Linked DNA regions of Mus musculus: region 2 is linked to region 1. Evidence: chromatin contacts called from public promoter capture Hi-C data. All regions are on one chromosome and are shown on one strand. Each heading gives the region's core, a stretch centred on a gene start, on an enhancer-like site or on the middle of the called end of the contact. The rest is flanking DNA. Distances are from core to core; before and after follow the strand shown. Region 1 overlaps Aff3 (AF4/FMR2 family, member 3). Region 2 has its middle 28 kb from the start of Gm34596.

Region 1 (6,085 bases), core at 1,357-3,856:
TGCTGTTTAATTTACAGCTTGAGGGCTCATTAGGATGATAAATGGCATGGTTGGAGAATGAAACATACTTTCTGAACAAAAGACAATGTCGGTAGCCTAATAACATTTTATGCTAGCACTTATATCAGTCAGAAGTAGATGCTATTTATCCCTGTGATTATTTAAAAATCATTTTTATTGTCCTTTGTGCTGTGTCCTCTTGCAGGGATTTTAATTCAGAGTTTGACACCTACTTATTAACTTCGACGAAGTGTTGAGTGCAAAGGCCGATACTTTATAAAGAATTCTAAGCAGCCGTGTTTATATAGCCTGCAGCTGTACACAAATTAGCTCAGTTTGGATCTGTTTCGATCAGAAATAGAAATCGTGTCGGGATAGCAAGTCACCTCTGTTTCTTTGGCGAAGCATGTGCTCTCTGCTGTCTGCCTCCATCTGAAGCAGCGGGACTTGCAGAGTAGACAGAAGGGGAGTTTTCCTAATGGTAAAGGAGCCCTTATGCATAAATACATCACTTCCATTTCCCTTGCTTTCTCCAACTGCTTGTCCCAAACAGCACTCTGTCATCTGTCACCACACACTCACGCCCGTCCTTTCTTCCCTCAGCCCCTCTCCAGGCCCACATTTCCACTCCCACACCCTCACTCTCCATCCAGATTGCTTCTTCCCTAAGCCATCTGTCTCCCTGGCTGCATATTTTCCCAGCTACTATGTGGGCTTAATTTTTTTCCAGGGTGGGTAGCACCCTTTTGAAATTGAGTGGGAGGCCTATATATGTGTGAAGAAGTGAAGACCAGGGATCCTGGGATGAGGGATTCTCCTGGCTGCTTTGCAAAACAGCTAGCACATGTGTGTGTGCATGTATGTGTGTGTGTGCTTATGTGTGCATGTGCATGTGTGTGAGAGTATATGTGCATTTATGTGTGTGTGCTTGCATGTGTGTGTGTGTGTGTGTGTCTGTGCATGTGTATGCATGTATGCGTATGCATGTATGTACATGCATGTGTGTTTGCATGTATGTATGCATGCATGTGTGTTTGCATGTGTGTCTCTCTGCTTGTGTATATATGTATGCATATATGTAAATGCATGTGTGTGCTCAAGCATGTGTGTATGTATTTGTGTGCATGCATGTGTGTGTGCAAGTGTATGTGCATGTATGTGTACATATGTGTGTGTTTATGTGTACATGCATACTCGTGCTTGCTCACAGTGTCATTCCACCTTTTGTGTGGCCATATTTCCAGCCTCTGTTTCCTCCCCCCTCAAGATGCCAATGCATGTCACTTGTGACTCATCCTTGAGGTTTTCTGAAAGGCCAAGTGTCTGTCTGGCCCTCCTAAGAGGAAAAACAGCTCTAGCACTGGCTCAGAGAACTGGGTGAGTCACACCCCTGGGAGATGTCTTGTCATCTCCCAGGGTTCAGCAGGCACTCTTAGGCGTGAGGCACAAAAGTGGGAACGGGAAATGTGTTCTCTTAGTCGAGTGCACACATGTCTTTCCACACTCACACACTCCTGCAGTCTTGGGTTTTGTTTGTTTGCTTTGTATTTCTTTTATATAAAGCTGCAGAGAAAAAAAACAACAACAAAAACTCACCACCCACAAAACATAAGAGACAAATTCTTGGAAAGCAAAATTCTTGTTGCTACTCTTTTAAACTCTCTTTAAATGGTATTTGCAGCTAATATTTTCTGCAGAAATTCTTCAGAGGCTTGAATTTTGTTCCTACTGGTCTGGCATCACAGCAAATGAAAGAATATCCAAACACCTTCTCATTTTCTCTGTCATTTTAGATAGTACTCATATTCATACATAATGACTTTTATATCTTAATAAAAGTTGCAGCAATAATTAAGAATACCTTTTAAAAAGGGCACATAGAGCCACCTGATTGTTCCAATGGACATTATCATAAAACTCAAGAGAGAGCTCATGGCGTTAAGACAAGGCCTTCTAATCCCCAGAGAATTGGGCATGGCCTAAGGAGTTATGTGACCATGAGAGATGCTAACCAATGTCTTTTGCTTCCTTTGACAAAACATGAGCACAGAAAGATCAGTTGTTCGTGTCCAGCTGACCTAAATTAACCTCTCCAAAAGGTCAGAATTCCTTGACAAAGCACCCTTGACCTGTCGTCTACCAACAAGGTAACAGAGATTACATGTTAGTGGTCTGTTCCACCTAAAGGGATTGGTGGTGGAGGGAGGCTGTCACACATGTTGCAGATTGTGCATAGTACTTCCTTAGTGTTATTAATACTGTTGTGATGCTCATTCACGGATGCACTAAGAAGCTGAGGAGCATGGCCCAGAACATAGAAACAAGATCCTGTCCACAGTGTGGATTTAAATAAACTGGAAGATGGATGGCGGAGACCTAACAGTTCAGGGAAAGGAAATGATTTCAAGAGAGGAATTCCACGAATCTGCAGAACTCATTATGGGCCTCGGAGGAACATCACAGACCCTTTTCAAAAGCATAAATAATAGGCACCTTTGTTAAAGAATCCAGTCTGGAAAACAGTTTGAGAGCCTCGTGCTTTGTGTCTCTGTCACCACGGCCAGGTCTGGAATTGTTTTCAACCCTGTAAGTTAGCACTTCATTTCTTCTCCCCGGCAGAGTCCTGGGCTGCCCCTGAGCACACGCGTTAGGACACATAAAGACAGCCTGGCAGGCCTCTGAAGTGACCTAATTTTGCAGCCTTTGGGCTGTCCAAGTTTTCTTTTCTTCTGTCTACATTTAATCCAGACAGCTGTGCACCACATAATGGTGTTTTGTTTGGAAAGGGGCATTTGAATCCGAGATGATCCCCTGAGCGTCTATAAAGCTGGAAAGGTCCTATCGCTAAGTGGAAGCACTGTGGCTGTCCTAACGTCCTGGGACAGGGCACTGGTCCCATGATTCTGATGATGCTGTACCTACTGACCTGTGGTTCTAGGACAGTAGGACAGTGGTAGTTATGTCTGGTGTGTGTACATTGATCATGATGTACATAGCTGTGTTACAACTATACATACTTGCTCTGCCCTTTAATCATCAGCTTGACTGTACTCCTGGAAACACTACAGAGAAGTGTACTCTGGCAGCTGCTGTAGTCTCCGTGTTTGGGGGTTACCTGCCTCTTGGTTACATCTGGTGCCATGGGGATGGAGTTTGCTGTGTTGCCATTCCTTGAGCACCCCATGACGGTTACACACTGATGATATTGCCTGGCACATCTCTAGGTTTTGCTGTCATTCTGTTTAAAGTTATTCTCTATTCCAGGTCTATAGGGGGTTAGGGTTAAAGTCTTCATAGTTTATTACCGTAGTGTTCTAAGTTAGGAACCCTAAAGTAGATTTGTTTGCAAGCTTTGTCTCTGTCTACTCACAGCCTTTGTCTCTCTCAGGAGGCATCACGTGTTCACACAGGAGTTTAATGATGGTTCACTCAGGTAACTGATGGTTTGGCCTGGTCCTAAATTTTAATTTTTTTTTATTTTATTAAATTTTAGAGTCCTCTCCCCAGAAATCGGGATAACTATAAACAATACAAATAATACCTATAGGCAGAACATCAGAAAACATGTTTTTTTTTGTTTTGTTTTTGTTTTTGCTAAAGTCTGTAATGCTTGTTACAAAGCAGCATATTTGAGATATCGTGAGATACTGAATGACTTTAGGAGAAACTACATTCAACAATCCATCATGAGAGAATTAAAACGCTTCTTTGTATTCCATTAAGTAAATAATCATAGAGCAGAATTTTCCCCTAACTCAAGTTGTTTTTGTAAATCTAACTAAATGTAATTGCAGACAGAGAACACTCCATTTTAAGAACAACTTCATGTTAAAGTCCTAACTTAGTCCTTTGAAATTCAGCTAAAGTCATTTTTTCTTAATCAAGCTGCCTTTCCTTGATTCTCCCCTCAACTGGAGCAAAATGCACGGTTGGTCTGGAGAAGATTGACACAAGGTCCCAGAAATGCCCTACCTTGGTTTTACCTGCTACTGACCATCACAAAATCACAGTTTATTGGCTGATTTTCCTTTTTTAACAAAGATCCTAATTGCCGAGTGCTTTCCAGCATTGAGTGACGAATAGCCAAGGTCAGTTGACCTTCAGGGGAGGGACATAGCAGTGTGAAGTGTAGGCTAGGAAGAGTGACTGTTGTGGTTCATCCATTTATGATGAATGATGATTTCGGTTCATGACTTCTGTGGTTCTCTCTCTCTCTCTCTCTCTCTCTCTCTCTCTCTCTCTCTCTGTCTCTCTCTCTCCTCTTCATCTGCATCACCTAGAATAGATTCTGACACACAGTGAGGGACATGAATGCAGATTGCATTCTTTGGTGAAGTTCTTTGGTTTAGAATGGAAGAAACTAGTGTCTAAACAGCGTGCCGTCTCCCTGTCCAGCAACCTTCGCTTTAGTGAGAGGCAGAGTTATATTGGTTGGTAAACTCAGTAGGTTATTACACGGTGCTCTGTGCTTTTCTTTGAATTTCTCCTTGTGTTCTCCTTCATGATATTCTCGTCATGAGAGGAATTCCCATTTGAAATGTTGTCCGATGGAATGACTCCCACTCGCCCTGTCTCAGGACCTCAGTGTCTCTTCCTCACACTCCTTGTCAACCTGTTCTGCTTCCCTGGAGCTGTCACAGAGCCCTCGCCCAGCAAGAGGTGGACAGCTTCAGTTATGTCACACTGACACCCCCAGTGTGTACTGGGCTCATGTTCTTCCCTCCATCCTACACTCCAGTCACTTACCAGGTATCACTGTAAAAACCAGAAACAGAGAGGGCCCTGGTGTTTCTGTTCAGACCACATGCCAATTCTCATCACTGCCCTTCAAGATGTATCAAAGATGAGTGGGGTCAAGAACCTCCTGTGAACCTGTCCCTCACTGCGTCCAAAACACGCTTAGGTCACACCCTCCTGCTCTCCACATTCACTGTCTTATATTCCTAACTTCCACATACATCTTCACCCTAGGCCTCCATATCCCCAAACAACCAGTCTGAGCTGTATCCTCACACCATTAAAATGTTCAGTACTGTCTGAACTCTGGCTGCAAATAGCCATTGTTTCTGAGAGGCCATGGCTGACTCGGCTGGAAAGCCCAAGGAAGGGTTCTGTTCTACGGCAGGTGCAAATAACTCTAGAGAAGCGTTGTCTCTACGCTTGAAGGAAACTGAAGGAATATCGGTGTGGCCAAGGGGTGGTATCCCAAGGCAGAGTGTTTTGGGATGAGGGAGGAGATGGGTCACGCAGAGCCACTTAGGCTGTCTTTGGCCTTTGCTTCTTAGTGGAAGACCATGGAAGGCAATGGTATTAAGCAAGAGAATGATACCGCATCCCTTTCCTCTCACACAGAGTAGTCTGGCTTCTGTGTAGAGAGAAGTAAGGAGACCTGAGAATCTCAGCATATGCAGACGTAAAGTTCCTTTTGGAGATGGAGTTGCTTTGCCTTATGGCATAAATGAATGTAAAGGAAGTCGGCATGGGGTAATCTTAGGTGGGCAGACAATGGTGGAAGCTTAGCAGTGGAGATCAAGACGTTAGTCTCAGGTATATGGGTTGAGATGCCCAAGTGGATGTGACAGTCCCCTAGAGAGACAAGCCTGGACTTCAACAAGAAGTCAAAGATACACAATCGCAAGCCAAGGTCTGGGGAATGGCTGAAGCCAGCAGGCGCAGCCAAGCCTGTCTGGAATAAAAAGGAAAAAGAAAATGAAGAAGGTCCCAGACCTGGTGCTTTGTGACATTGGGTTGAAGTGATTGAAGGAAGGGCAGCAGAGATGAGAGACAGGGAAAAACAGAGCCACTGATGTCCTGAAGCCTGGAAAACACTCCCTGGGAAAAGAAGTGAGCTGCTTGGTCTGCTTACAGCAGCAGGAAGGATGAAGATCAAAACATCCCCTGTGGTGAGCACCATGCAGGTTTCCAGTGACTTGCTTATGAGCCACCTTGTGGAGGTAGGAACAGAAGCCACACCAGGTCTATTTAAAGAGGGAGTCTCAAGGAATGTGCCTGACAAATGCAGACCAAGCCATGTGTGGGGCTCCCTGTATGCAATCAGTGGGGTCCCTCTTCTCCCAGAACCTTC
Region 2 (6,085 bases), core at 1,268-3,767, 220 kb before region 1:
AACATAACTTGGACATTTTACCCAAAGCCTTGTCTCTTCCCTAGATAACTGTCAAAATACATGAACTTTCTAAAATGAAACAACACCATTTTCTCAGGATTAAAATATAAGCAGGTGTTTGTGCACAAATACAAACCTATTAAAAGCATCTTTCACAAATACTCCGCTTTAGAGCTTTTATCTGTGCTAAAATGGGGGTTATAATGAATACGAGGCAACCCAACTCTTGCAATAACTAATAAACATGACAATTTGATTTATTGCTGCTCCTCGGCTCCAGCCTGTTGACAGACTTTTCTTTATGGAAAAATTACTATGGTTTAAATCTCTATCATATGGTACTTAATTCAATCAACAATATGTTACCAATTAGATCCTGCTTAAACTTCCCTCAGCCAGCAGACCACGGACCATGTTAAGTTGGATGACAATCAGAGAACTGGTAAATGTTTTGTGGCAGCCTACCCTGGGACAAGGAGAGATGCAGACGCAATGGTCAACAAAGAGAGAAAGGGCAGAGATAAACATTTGTTTTCCTACCTTGAGAACTGATACAAGTTTGAATCCTTCTAAAAAGCAAACAGGTTTGTTTGTGTTGGTAGGGGTGCACAATTGATACTTCGTTATTGTTCCTACATCCACTGGCAACATTTGAGGATACATTTGCAAACTGAAAGGCTCTCTGCCACCCCCTAAACCCTCCCCCATCCTCCCTCCAGTGGACCTGCCTTTGTGTGTTTTAGAAATTCCCCCTTCCCCTGGGTGGATGTTGGCCACAGTAACTGAGAGATTTTTCAGAGGTAGGAAGGGCCACTTTGCCTTGTATTCCCCGTGGACTCTGTGTGTATTGGACAGACAGTGCTGAGCAGAAAGATACTCTGCTGAACCGAGGGAGTCAATCAAATTTAACACAGAGCAGTGAGCTGGAGAGAGGAAGCAGCAGTTAGGACCATTTGGGGCTTTTTCAAAGGACGCAGCTTTGGTTCCCAGTACCTACCACATCAGGTGGCTTACAACACCTGTAACTCCAGTTTCAGAGGGTTTGTCACATTTTTAAGCATGGCATTTCCGTATACATGCCCCTACACACACATGCCTCACATAGAAATAAAAATTTTTTAAGACATTAGACAAAATAGACCAGGAATCTCAAGGAGTTTTCATGGTCAGGTAGTGAGAACAGCTAGAGAGGACAACATGACAGCTGTCTGAGTCATGTGAAGTGACCACTACTGTAACGGGTATGACTTATCTGCTCCCCCACTGGGGCGCCACTTGTTTAAACATTCATAAAGAGGAGGGAGAAGGTAGCCAGACATCTTTAGGCTTGATGGCTGCCTTTTGGGAGGTAAGATCAGACCCCGTTGAATTTCAGATCTTACCTAAGCTCCATACCATAAAACTTCCTCAGAAGGAAGACTGAGGGACCAGGAAGGCTGAAGGCTGGGGCTGACAGTACAAGTCATAAGCATTTTGTATCTACTCTTGACACAACAACCTCTGAGTGGACACTGACTTGTTACAAATGGGTGATTTGGCTCATGGTTGAGGTGCAGGGGAGAGAAAAGAGAGATTTATCCTGGGCACTTTGTTTCTACAGCTAGAGTAGAGAGCAAGGCCTGGGAGTTTCTTTAAGGCCAATCATATTGAAATTCCCTCTAAATTATACTAACGGGAACTGCTTCCCTTCCCTCTACTCTGCAGGGGGCATTTTAATGGAAATTTTCTAAGTCCCCCCAGCCACCCTGGGTTGGGGGTGAGATGAACACTTCTTTCACATATGGAGAATGAAAGTCATAGGGAGTTAAATGGCCTTCCCAATATAGAGATAGATGTGAGGCTCAAGCCTGGCTTGCTCAACTCTACAATCTTCCACACCAACCTTGGGAGAGACTAGACTCTAGTCTGCACATGTGTGGGGACCATCTAAATAAAATTCCTCTGTTCCTTGGCAGTGTGAATGTATATATGAGTGTGTACATTTGTACATCACGTATATTGTGTAAGTGTATGTATGTATTCAAATGTATAATTGTGTGTGTGTGTTGCAAGGGTGCATATGTTTGAATGTGTAAGTGTGTGTATGTTACAAAGGTGCATATGTGCGAATGTGTGTGTGTGTGTTGCAAAAGTGCATATATGCGAATGAGGGTGCGTGTATGTGTGTGTATTGCAAGGGTGCATATGTGCGAATGTGTGAGTATTTATTAATGTATGTGCTTGTGCATGTGTGCTCTCCAGACATACATAACCAGGATGAAAGCTGAAAGTTGGGGGGTGGGGGGGTTTCAGAAGAAAAACAGCCCAGATGTTACAACTTTGCCTGGGCTGTCCTTGTTTTTGAATACCGTGACAATATTTTCTGAAGCAAAGATCAAAGGGACATATGGTCTGACTCATGGGTTAACAAAGGAAAAAGTATTTGAAATTGGGAGTCTCTGGGACATGTTCAGATGTGTGGCTACAGCAGCTCTCAGAGCACCTGGAAATCATGGCCTCTTTGGGAAGCCCCATGAAATGCTGCTATTACTGCCCATCCTCCTCGATAGCTTGCTTCACGAGTCTGTGGGTTGAGACCGTGTGCTGTGCAAGTAGCAAAGGTACTGAAAACTGTTTGCCCTGCGTGTAAAGCTTTAGAAATCATGAGAGAATGCTTTCTATGCAAATGGACTTCTTACAGCTAAAACAGAAAGAACATACAAAGGAGGACTGTATTTATAAAAGGCACTAAAATTTAAATACTTAGAAGAACTAAGTACCAGGAAACAGGCCTGAAGGGGGAAAAATTCTGCAGAATCAGCTAGGGATTTCATATGAATGACTCAGCACTTACTAAGCAAATTTATATATAAAAATAAAGTGAGGGTCATCTAATCTCAATGATTAGAGCACAGGCTGCTCTTTCAGAGGATGTGGGTTCAATTCCCACCATCTACCTGGAAGCCCCCAATCATCTGTAATTCTAGACACAGGGACTCTAACACCCTCTTCTAGCTTACAAACACACCAGGCACACATGTGGTGCACAGACATACATGCAAGCAAAACACCCATGCATGTAAAGAAATAATTTAAATACATATGTGGTAAAAGGTTAAATTAAATTTAAATCCCCATCTATTTAAGGAGGGAAGGGACTTCACAGGATTGCAATGAAAACTCCTGATGAATGTTAGAGACTTGCCTAGCTGTATTTGGAAAAGGAAGAAAAGCAGGGTGCAGTATTTGCCTTGTCAAAGACAAAACTCAAGTGGTCATGTAGTCCCAGGTGATAAACATATCTCTGGAAGAGAGAAACACATTGGTGCTCGCCCACGCACATGAAAGTTTAGTCCATGAGAAAGGACTCTTTTTGAGTCAGCCAGAGCAAGACAGGGGCAGGAGATCAAGCCTGGCGGATCCTCATGAGACTTGATTCTTTCGCCCACATGGCACAGATAATCTGCATCTCAGACGCCTTGTCTTGGCTCTCCAGAACGTCGTTTTCTTGGTTCGTTCCTCGGCTCCAGCACTTCCATATCTCTCAGTGATGGAGATCCTCTGACCACTCTACTCCATAGACCCTGCATTCACTCCCCAGCTGACCCCATCTCCATATGACCTGTAAAGCCCTGCAGCCTCCATCTCTCTCCTGACATGAATGCGCTGTCCTGCTGCACGTAGCCTCACCGTTGAGTGTGCTTTCTGCTTCATGATCTTAACATCATTTCCCTAACAACACCCCGGCTTCTCCTGCAGTTTCATGACATCTCCATAAAAGCTCCATTCTCATCCATCAGGCCAGCAACTCGGAGCTGTCCTCCTCTCCCGCTACTTTCCTTCTGTGTCCTCATGTGATCTGATTGGCCAGCACATCCCATCCACAGGTGCCTTGATCTGTGTCCACATTCAAATCGGTTTTCACTCTCCCTGCCTCTACTTCCTGTATTCAAGACCAGAAGTCAAAATCCAGCCTGTTCTTCAAACTCAGCTCCCACTTTACCCACTCCTCCTCTCCCACTCGGTTCTCAGCCCAGACCAAGAGGAATTCTTGTAAAACTAAGTCATAACATATGATTGCTCAGAACTCTCCAGTGGAAAACCTCGCTGCCTCAACGTCTGTTACTGTGTAAGCAACCAGCTAAAACCACAGCCCAAAACACCCTTTGAGGGCGGTCCCCAGGGCTCCGACTCCCTTTCACCGCAGGTTCCAGATCTGGAGGCAGCTGCTGCCAGAACAGTGAAAACAGAGGGTTCGGTTGTCCTTGTTTCTGAAATGTAGTGGTTTAACTTACACAGGTCATCAGCAACAGTGTTTTAGTTTGCTCAAAGCATCATAGATTAGGACTTTCATCAGCACAGGGACTGGAGAGATGGCTCAGCATTGTTTACCTTACAAAGGGATGGAGTTGGTTCCCCGAATCCTTGCAGAGTGGCTCATAAACCACCTGTGACTCCAGCTCCAGGAATCCAATACCTTCTTCTAGACTCTGCTCATGCTGCACATATGTTCAGACACACGTTCATGTGTGTGCACAGACGGAGATAATTCAAAGTAAAAAATAAATCTTAAAAAAAAAAAAAACTCTCAGTGGTTTGGAGCTGGCTGGAACCCCCTTCCTCCATGATGATGGCTCTCTCTATCATCTATCTACCTATTTATCTATCATCCATCATTTATTTATCTATCTATAATCTATCATCTAACTATCATCCATCATCTATCTATCTATCTATCTATCTATCTATCTATCTCATTTTTCCATCATCCATCTACCCATTTATCTACATATCTATAATCTATTATCTTCTTACCACCTATCATCTACTTATCTATCATCTATATGTCTATCATCTATCTATCTATCTATCTATCTATCTATCTATCTATCTATCATCTATCATCTATCATCTATCATCAATCATCTATCTAGCATCTATCTTCCAGAGCTCATGTTGTGGCTTGGGCTTCTCATTTCACCATCATCGAAGGTAGTTGCATTTTTTCTATTGGCTTCTTAGAAGCAGGAGGCACATGAAACAACTTGCTAACCCTTTCCTGGTCTTTTGTTGTTGTTGTTGTTGGTGGTGGTGGTGGTGGTGCTGGTGGTGGTGGTTGATGTGCACAGGAGACCTGTCCGGTATGGAGATATGGAGAGCGTCTACGTCCTCATGGGATCATGGCTTGATTGTAACATTATCAAAGCTTCCTTGGCACACTGCAGGGCTGTCTTCGGGAAACTGCGTATTGTGCTCTTCAGGTACAAAGCATAGAGCCCTTACATGACAAACGCTGGGGTTAACTTCTTCTAGTTCCCTCTGCCCCACTTGTGGCACTTCCCACTCATGACTTCTTCAGTGTGTATTCACTTAGTTTTGAGACAGGAGCTCATGTGGCTCACCTGGCCTTCAGCTTACTAGACAGCCTTGGAGCACCTTGTGATCAGTCTCCTGCCTCCACCTGCCTCCACCTCTCAAGTGCTGGGATTCCTGGCCCCCACTGCCATGCCAGGCTTCCTTGCTATCTCTTGCATGTTCCTCCTTTGGTCTATCACAGGCCATTTTCTCTGCTTGGAGCCGTTTCTTGCATGTATAAGTTGCCTTTCCCTTCCTTCCTGCCTCCCCCATCTCTCCGTGGGTATTTAGCCTTCTCCCTAGAATCTAAGTCCCACGCTGCATCTCAGTGGCCTAGAGCAATATATGTTCATAACAGGCCTAGGGAAATTCGTCTTTGGAGGGGTAATTTTTTAATAGAGTGATTATTGGGATATTTTCTGACTACTATATATAGAGGGGAAGAAGATAATACTAGACAAAATACCTTTTAGTAGAATACCATTGTAGTATAATCACGCTTGTAGTATAATAATTACTAAAGAGAATTTGTGGAACATTAAACGACCTCAGGATAAAAATTTGATAGACTAATTATATACTCGAGCTTATCAGAAAACTCAACTAAAACAATGAATAGTACATTGTAATCCCTCCCCCTAGTTAATCAAAGAGAACGACCAGTGACACATAATGACTTAGTTGTGGAGGGGTGGGGTTGGGAGGGGAGCTCAGAGAAATTTATCCTTCTCGTCCTTTAATTTAGTTTTAA

The links. Promoter capture Hi-C pulls out the DNA fragments that hold promoters and counts their contacts.
Region 2: a contact with region 1 is called in a promoter capture Hi-C map of cranial neural crest. The contact joins two enhancer-like sites. A contact is called at or near these places in 2 of 39 promoter capture datasets (the C10 cell line and cranial neural crest), 1 of 115 datasets of contacts at active chromatin or transcription factors (the 230-238 cell line) and 1 of 9 other capture datasets (liver).

The regions. Positions count from the first base shown.
Region 1 is chr1:38,433,157-38,439,241 of GRCm38.p6, reverse strand. The region is part of intron 4 of Aff3 (AF4/FMR2 family, member 3); the gene reads left to right. Among named protein-coding and RNA genes, the nearest start is that of Aff3, 190 kb to the left of the region's middle. Within about 2 kb of position 2,606, at least 63 of the 459 cell types and tissues checked have an H3K27ac peak or open chromatin away from gene starts, as enhancers often do.
Region 2 is chr1:38,655,838-38,661,922 of GRCm38.p6, reverse strand. No RefSeq gene overlaps it. Among named protein-coding and RNA genes, the nearest start is that of Gm34596, 28 kb to the right of the region's middle. Within about 2 kb of position 2,517, at least 29 of the 459 cell types and tissues checked have an H3K27ac peak or open chromatin away from gene starts, as enhancers often do.